2 separate regions of the Sus scrofa genome follow, and region 2 is linked to region 1. A link is a contact called in public Hi-C data. All regions are on one chromosome and are shown on one strand. Each heading gives the region's core, a stretch centred on a gene start, on an enhancer-like site or on the middle of the called end of the contact. The rest is flanking DNA. Distances are from core to core; before and after follow the strand shown. Region 1 overlaps OXCT1 (3-oxoacid CoA-transferase 1). Region 2 holds the start of FBXO4 (F-box only protein 4).

The links. A called contact is a pair of places that touch in the nucleus more often than the background predicts.
Region 2: a Hi-C map of skeletal muscle shows a contact between it and region 1, with 4 times the contacts expected there. The contact joins the promoter of FBXO4 here to the enhancer-like site in region 1. A contact is called at or near these places in 4 of 47 Hi-C or Micro-C datasets (embryonic fibroblasts, fetal heart ventricle, liver and 1 more) and 1 of 2 datasets of contacts at active chromatin or transcription factors (skeletal muscle).

Annotation. Positions count from the first base shown.
Region 1 is chr16:26,637,503-26,641,844 of Sscrofa11.1, reverse strand. It overlaps OXCT1 (3-oxoacid CoA-transferase 1), which reads left to right. Exons shown (of 17, transcript NM_213938.1): 4 at 4,223-4,342. Among named protein-coding and RNA genes, the nearest start is that of OXCT1, 20 kb to the left of the region's middle. Within about 2 kb of position 2,499, at least 10 of the 83 cell types and tissues checked have an H3K27ac peak or open chromatin away from gene starts, as enhancers often do. A contact at or near this core is called in skeletal muscle, where this site is marked.
Region 2 is chr16:26,706,198-26,710,742 of Sscrofa11.1, reverse strand. It overlaps FBXO4 (F-box only protein 4), which reads right to left and starts at 3,266. Exons shown (of 8, transcript XR_002339734.1): 1 at 3,051-3,266; 2 at 984-1,219.

The DNA.
Region 1 (4,342 bases), core at 1,250-3,749:
TCAGGCTTTAGTTGTGAATTTTGTTGTTTTTAGGAGAGAAGTTCGGCTCCAGTACTTCTATTCTGCCATCTTAATCCCATCTCTCCAAATAACCTTCACATTAAGATATATTTAGTTATGAAGGAAAAAGCTGTTTTTATACCAAATGGTAAATTGTCAGTTCTCTTTTAACAATGAAAGATTTAAAGATCTTAAAAAATTAAAAAATTAACTAAGTTGGCAGTTTAGCCTCTTATACTGCAGTTTAGAATAAACAGATTATTTAGGAAACAAAACTGATCCTGCATTTGTGCTCATTTTTTCCTGTGCTGAGTCTTTTGTTTTTATTTGGAAGGATCTGCACTTCTTGTCTACATATTCAGAGCTTTCCATCTTACAGAAGTAAACAATTCATAGGTTTTAAATTACAAGCCCTTCTGGGTAGTGTGATCAATCTCTTGCCCTCCTGTTCTGTCTTGCTGCAGACATGAATCTTCCTTTTGATCAGCATATCCTGCTGACTGATTACCTAGTAGCTACCTCGGATATCACATCCATGATTACCAGATCCACTGTCATGGTTTTGCAGGTCTTGTGTTCAAGGAACCCTTATTTTACTTAATGGCCCCAAAGCACAAGAGTAGTGATGCTGGCAATTAGGATATGCCAAAGAGAACCCATAAAATGCCCCCTTTAAATGAAAAGATGAACATTCTTGACGTAAGGAAAGGAAAAAAAAGCATATGTGGAGGTTCCTAAGTTCTATGGTGAACCTTCTATCTGTGAAATTGTGAAGAAGGAAAAAATAAACTTGTACTAGTTTTTTTTTTTGGCTGTGTCTGTGGCATGTGGAAGTTCCCAGGCCAAGGATCGAACCCAGAGCACAACAGTGACCTGAGCCATTGGAGTGCCAATGCCAGATCCTTATACAGATCCTCCTCCACTTAAGGTGGGGTTCTGTCCTAATAAACCCATCAAAAGTTGAAAATATCCTAAGTCATAGATGCATTTAATACACCGAATCTCATAGCTTAGCTCAGCCTACCTGTAACATGCTCAGAAGATTGATATTGGCCTACAGTTGGGCAAAATCATCTAGCACAAAACCTGTTTTATTGAATATTGTACTGAGTGAAAAATAGAATGGTTGTACGGGTACAGGGTAGGTGTAAGTGTGTCATCTTCATGATCATGGCTGACTTGGAGCTGCAGCTGCCACTGCCCAGCATCAACAGAATATCACACTGCATATTGCTAGCCTGAGAAAAGATCAAAATTCAAAACGTGAGGTATAGTTTCTACTGCATGCATATTGCTTTCCACCATTTGTGTAGGAGTGTTCCCTTTTCTTCATACCCTCTACAGCACTTATTGTTTGTAGACTTTTTGATAATAGCCAATTTGAAAGGTGTGAAGTGATAACCTTATTGTGGTTTTGATTTGCATTTACCTAGTAATTAGCAATATTGAACATCTTTTCACGAACCATCTGTATGTCCTCTTTGGAGAAATGTCTGTTAGGTCTCATGCCCATTTTTGTTTGGGTTGTTTGTTTTTTTGATACTGAGTTGTATCAGTGTTTTGCATATTTGGAAATTAACCTATTGTTGGTTGCAACTTCATTATTAAAATTTCATTTGACAATTTATTCTAGAATTGTCAGTTGATAAGATTTCAGAAAATGAAATAATCAGATTTGAAAATGAAAAAATATTTGCAGAAAATTGATGTTTTCTATGAAGTATATTTTTGTTTTGCCTTACTGTACCTCTTTAATGAATTCTTAGCTCTAGACTTCATTTAACCACTTAGTTTGAAACCCAAATTTGTTGTACTGCAGGAAAAAGATCAAGTCTCTTTCTCTTTAGGCATGCTAGGAAAATATTGGCTATTAAAGGCAAGCAAGATAATCTCTTTGAAAGCTCACCTGGGGGTTCCCGTCGTTGCTCACTGGGTTAAGAACCTGACTAGTATCCATGAGTTTGTGGGTTCGATCCCTGGCCTTGCTCAGTCGGTTAAGGATTCAGAATCACCATGAGCTGTGGCATAAGGTGAAGACATGGCTTGGATCTGGTGTTGCTGTGGCTGTGGCGTAAACTGGCAGCTGCAGCTCCAATTTGACCCCTACTCTGTAAACTTCCATATGCTGCAGGTGTGACCCTAAAAAGGAAAAAAGAAAGCTCACCCAAATTATCTTTAGTATCAAAAAACTGCAAGATATTTTAACATATATATTTCTGTTAGAAATGTCTTTTTTCTCTTTATTATTGTGTTCGAGGGCCTTGCCTTTTTCCTTTTTATATTGTCAGTGCCTGATACACAGTAGATAAGAGTTAATGTCTACGGAATTTGTGAGCTGGAAAGTACGTAGCAAGAAAAACGCTCTTATTATAAGCTATCTAACAACACTTTTTGAGGCATAAACATAAATTTGTACATGATCAAGTGGTAACCTGGGCTGAAGTTCTTATGCAATGCTTGGTTGCCATGCCAGATTGCTAGTCCATAAATAAAGCAGAGGTTAAATACACACAGTGTCCAGAGCCAAGGTCAACAAATATAGAAAGATCATCTCCAGACAGAGCTAAGTTCAAATGTATAATGGATTGAAAGGTGAAACAGAGATCCATGAAAGCGTGGTTAGAAAAATTCCCAAGTCAATGAATGACCAAATGTATTCTGGTATGTAGTATGGACCTATACCTGGAGTTCCAGATTTATTTATTTATTTATTTATTTATTTATTTATTTGTCTTTTTGCCATTTCTTGGGCCATTCCCTCAGCATATGGAGGTTCCCAGGCTAGGGGTCGAATCGGAGCTGTAGCCGCCGGCCTACACCAGAGCCACAGCAACATGGGGATCCGAGCTGAGTCTGCGACCTACACCACAGCTCACGGCAACACCGGATCCTTAACCCACTGAGGAAGGCCAGAGATCAAACTCACAACCTCATAGTTCCTAGTTGGATTCGTTAACCACTGAGCCACGACAGGAACTCCAAGACCTTTGCTTTTATTCAGAGTAAAATTTACTCTAAATAAATGGATCCCAACAGAATTTTGAGCAGAGCAGTTATGGGATCTGACCTTTTTTTTTTTTTTTTTAGCTTTTAAGGGCCCCACCTGCAGCATAAGGAAGTTCCCAGGCTGGGGGTTGAATCGGATCTATAGTTGCCGGCCTACAGCACCACCATAGCAGTGTGGGATCCAAGCCGTGTCTGCGACCTACACCACAGCTCATGGCTATGCCGGATCCCCAAACCACTGAGCGAGGCCAGGGATCTGAACCCGCATCCTCATGGACACTATTTGATTTGTTTCTGCTGTGCCACAATGGGAACTCCCTGATCTGACATATTTTGTACTTGTATTTTTGGCTGTCGTTTTGTGAGTAGATCATAGCGGACAGGGAAGCTTACTGCAGTGTCTGGGCAAGAGATGGCGGAGGTCCCAGGAATGAGAACTGCTCAGATTTGGATAGATTCTGAAACTAATCCGAATTTTCCACTTGAGTTAATGTGGAATGCGTGTGTCAGAAATCACTTACATTGTTAGGATGGGGCTGCCATAAGATGAGCTGGGGAAGGCTGCAGGTGGAGCTAGGGTAGTAGAATTGTTAACCTGAAGAACTGAGAGCCTAGCTAGGTATTAATTAAGAACAGGCAAAAAACAAATCTAGAAAACATTGTGTAACCAGTTTTCCAAAAGACTCTTTAGTGATTTGGAGCCCTCTAGTGGACAAGTGTATTATTAATCTTCAGGGAATTCTCCCCGTATCTCAAAAGAGCACTCCTGGAAGACACTTAGTATTTAGGTTTTAGTTTTCTTTCGAACCAAGTAAGAATAAATCATGCAGCTATTTCTTTTACACCCGTGGTGTTGGAAATGTTAGTAGATCCAGCATTGGAAAGGTAGGACTAGAACAAGTTTATCAGAAGGTTGACAGTTACCTGTTACCTAGACTACCTTAAGGAACTCCGTGTTGTCAGGACTGACTGAGGGGGATGCTAGAGACTTGAGAATGATAAATCCTGAGAATTAGAAAAGAGTTAGTCGAGTGGGAATGGCCACTTGTGCATGTGAGGAGGAGGGTGGAGAGTGAAGTGAAGGTGGAAGGAAAGGAGGTTGTTAGGAGAAATGTCAGTGGTTTGCCATATACATTTTCAAGTTTTTGAATATAAGTGATATGAATGTTCCATCAGATGTTCCTTTGATTGTAAGCTGCTTGCATTTTCCTTCTAGGGTTGACAACTTTGGTTTGGGCCTTTTACTTCAATCCAAGCAGATAAAACGCATGATCTCTTCATACGTGGGAGAAAATGCAGAATTTGAACGACAGTACTTAGCTGGTGAATTAGAAGT
Region 2 (4,545 bases), core at 2,017-4,516, 68 kb before region 1:
GTTCCATAGCACCAATACTCTTGGTGTTATAGTTGGCTGTGGGACAACACAGAGGTAACACCTACAAAGTGAAAGCACAGCAGCTCTTATTTAAACTTATATATATCACATACAGCTTAATCAAGTAGTCTCACAAGACCTGATGCATGGCATATGTATTGGAAAAAGGAAAGATTTTAAATAAACAAAATAGGAAAAAAATCCTAATGTAGTTATTAAATCTAGCACAGCAAAAAATTCTTATCTAAAACACAAATATTCTTTAAATTTTACTTACAATGTATGAAATTTGGGTCTTTTAATAAAGCAGGTTATATCCAGAACCAACAACATTACATATTTTCAATGTAGCATGATAGGGTTCCAATGTGAACAATCCCTTATAAGTTATATGACCTTTGGTAAATCCATAACCACAATGAACCTCGATTCCACATCCAAAACTCATGGAAGAAACTTCTTATTGGCTGAGGACTGAATAGCTAAACATATGCAGAGAATCCATCACAGAATGCAATACACTATAGTTGGTCAATAACATTAATTCTCTCACCTACATGATATTCAAAAGGGTTAATGTGTTCAGGTGATAACAAAATCTTATTTCTCAGAACCTTAAGAATGGTTTTCTTGCCTGCAAAAGAACCGCTTTCTGAACTCTGGCCATCCTTTTTCTGGATATGGAAAAGTATTTACCATTAACAAAACGATAAGTGTTCTACTAAAGGTAGTAAAATTTTTAAGAAGTTTTACTTCTTGCCATATGAACTATCTATAATTATTCAAATACTCTAGTCAGGTACTAGAGGAAAAACAACAAAATGTGAAAGCTATGAAGGTTTCTATGAAGGAAGTTACTTAACCCCAATTTTTACAAAAGGACACTTAGACTCAAAATTCATGAAAGAAATTAACTTAGACTATTGACTTTAATATAGTCAAATTTAATATCTTCTTTTTAATTCATAAAATTAGATACTTACACTGCCATGTAGTCAAAAAATGAACCAGCAGTGACCTCAAATATAGGCTTTTTTAAGATTTCTAGATCTGGAAGAGACTTCCAGTCAACAGAAGACCAAGAAGGAAGATCCCTCAACAGAAAATATCTCCACAGAATTGGATCTCGTACAGTTTCATTCCAATAGTGACTTGTACTTCCCAGCTGACATAAATCATGAGGTGAAAGAAATGACAAAATATATAGCTGTACATCAATCTGTAATAGAGGTAAGAACAAGTAGGTAAAAGGGATGAATAATTTATCTTAGCAAACAGCTTTTTGATAATAAATTATAAAATAACAAATAATTACATTATACTAGGAGACCAAAGGTGAACTGAACAGTGTTTCATTTTAATAATTAAATCCATCATAATAAGCTACAAAATTAACAAAGACTATTTTATACTAGATAACCAAAGATCGACTTAATAGTCCATGTTTTTAAAAGTTAAATCTGGGAGTTCCCGTCGTGGCGCAGTGGTTAACGAATCCGACTAGGAACCATGAGGTTGCGGGTTCGGTCCCTGCCCTTGCTCAGCGGGTTAACGATCCGGCGTTGCTGTGAGCTGTGGTGTAGGTTGCAGACGCGGCTCGGATCCCGCATTGCTGTGGCTGTGGCGTAGGCTGGTGGCTACAGCTCCGATTCGACCCCTAGCCTGGGAACCTCCATATGCCGCGGGAGCGGCCCAAGAAATAGCAACAACAACAGACAAAAAGACAAAAGACAAAAAAAAAAAAGTTAAATCTGGAGTTCCCATCGTGGCTCAGCGGAAATGAACCTATTATCCAGGAGGACCCAGGTTCCATCCCTGACCTCACTCAGTGGGTTAAGGATCACTTGTTGCTGTGAGCTGTAGTGTAGGTCGCAGACACGGCTCAGATCTGGCATTGCTGTGGTGTAGGCCAGCAGCTACTTAGACCCTTAGCCTGGGAATCTCCATATGCCAAGGGTGTGGCCTAAACCCTCCCCCCCAAAAAGGTTAAATCTATCATCCTTAAGTTAATTTCCTGCCACCCAGACAGAATCATAAATGAACACTTAATTTTTGAGACACTGAAACATTCCTAAAAAACATCTGACGTTCTGGTATTTTTCAAGGAAAATAACCAATTCATTTAATTTCTCCCCATGGATATTTTTTGCCACATCATTTACCTGAATAAATTAATGAAATAATTTATTCTTCAAAACAAAATCTTTATCAAGTGGATAAACTTCCCATTTTACCATTGATCAAAGAGTAAATATGTCAGCAGAGTTCTTCCATAAAATTCCCTTATTTCAAAGAACTTTGGCAAGGAAGAGAATCTGGAGGCAATTTAAGCCTGCAGTTTTCAATTCCTGATGCACATTAGACGGGGTGGTGTCAATAGCCTAGCTGAGATACAGAATTTTAATAATTTCTAAGAATTCCTCCTCTCAGTTTTCCCATCTACCTGAAAAGTTTGACAATAAACGATGCGTGTTATTCTTTTGGCCTGCTGTAACTTGAGGCGCTTGTAACTTATTAGTCATTTGTTTTCAGCTGACCGGCAGGTTTGTTACTTGAAATATACTGTAAGATAAAAGCTGCAAAACCCTCGGAGAGTGCTTTGCGGGACCCCCAGGTGTTTTTGTACAAGGAGCCTGGGAAGATGCTAAGAATACAGATGCTGGATGCTTTCCCACGCTAACCGGAACGTCTGGAACGGATTCCACATTTCCCTAACCTGATGAAGTTTGGGGTGTCCCTGTCCCTGGACCTGTGCCGGGGGTAGAAACCCTGAGGGTGACGTGGCTGGTTACCAGGGCGCCCCTGAAGGTGAGTTTCGCGGCGACCTTAGGCCAGGTGCTTGGCACCAGCGGTCAACACCACGGCCTTTCTTGCTCATCTGCTGCTCCCTTGATGAGACTGCCCGGAATGGTTGTAGGGAGGTGGCGAGACACAGGCCAGGCCCACAGAGGAGACACAGACCAGGCCCACAGAGGACCCCCGAAGCCGCCCAAGCGAGCGCCCCTCCCGGCCCGGCCCTGGGTCCTCCGCGGCCGGCGACCGACGCTCACCGGCAGCCGCGACAACGGATTGCCCTCCTCGTCCGCCTCCTCCGGAGAGGCCCTTGGAGCCGCCCTCTCCTTCCCCACCGACTGCCAGAAGCTCCTCCAGCCGCTGAGGATGGCAGCCTCCAGGCGACCCCAGTCGCTGTGATGCGGCTGAGGAGAACTGCCTCGGCTGCCAGCCTCGCTTCCCGCCATTGCCGTCGGCGCGGTAAGCAACGCACGTCAGCCTTCCGGCTCCCTCGCCCCGCCCCCTTCTCCCCTCCACCTCCCCCGCCTTCCCCGCCTCCCTCCCTCTAGTCCCTCCCAAGCTCCGCCCCCCCGGCCGGTCCATCACCAATCCCACTCTGGTGGAGAAACCTCCACAGCATGGAAGGTAACGGAGAAATGGCCCAATTCGGGGTCTTTCCCGTCTGAGCCTGAGGCTCCCACCAACAGTCATTGCCCCCTTCGCTTTGGGTGCGCTGACCTCTCCCGTTGCTATAAAATCTCTCGCCCTCTGCCCCTTTATTTTACTTCGTTATTTTATCCCAGGTGTTCCCTCTGTTTGGGACCCATTTCCACTTTGCCTGAGGCCTGGATGACTCCTACTTACTCAGTAGATGGCCTTCTTCCACTGTTTGGTGCTTAGTAGCTGTACATAACCTGGTTTAAACTCACTGTCAACCAGCAATTGCTTACAATATCCAGGGCATGCAACCATTCATTCTCTTCGTGAAAATACTCAAATACGGAAATTTCTATATTTTGCAATCAACCTCTGCCCACCGTTGTCTTATTGTCTCAATTGTCAAAATATTCTGACATATAACCAAAAGTCATCCATTAAAATTTAATCCCATTTTTTTAAAGTCTTCAAAAGAGAAGATAGGATCAGTAACTTCATAAAACCATTGAAGCCTTTAAGGATAGTGATAGGCTACAGGAAACATAAGTTGTAAGTATACAAATATTTAAATACATATATTTAACATAATATAGTTCTCTTTGTGGCTTAGCGGTAACCACCCCAACTAGTATCCATGAGGATGTGAGTTCAATCCCTGGCCTCCCTCAGTGGGGTGGGGTAAAGATCCCATGTTGCTCTGAGGTGTAAGTGGAAGACATGGCTTTGATCTGACATTGCTGTGGCTGTGGTGTTGGCCAGCAGCTGCAGCTCTGATTTGACACCTAGCCTGGGAACTTCCATATGCTGTGGGTGTGGCCCTAATAATAATAATAGTAGTAATAATATGTATCAATCTCTCTCTGAATCTCTCTCTCCCTATCTATTGCTATATCCATATATGTATTCCACCTAAGGAGTGCTTAATGCTTAACAATGGACACAACGTTTATAAGCTTGTTATGAGCTTGTATTTACACTTCAAAAGTAAATAAATGGGGATGTAAATGTCAAATAACACCGCATTCCCTTTTTTGGCTCAGCAGTGACAAACCTGACCGGTAACCATGAGGACATGGATTCAATCCCTGGCCTTGCTAGAGCGGGTTAAGGATCTGT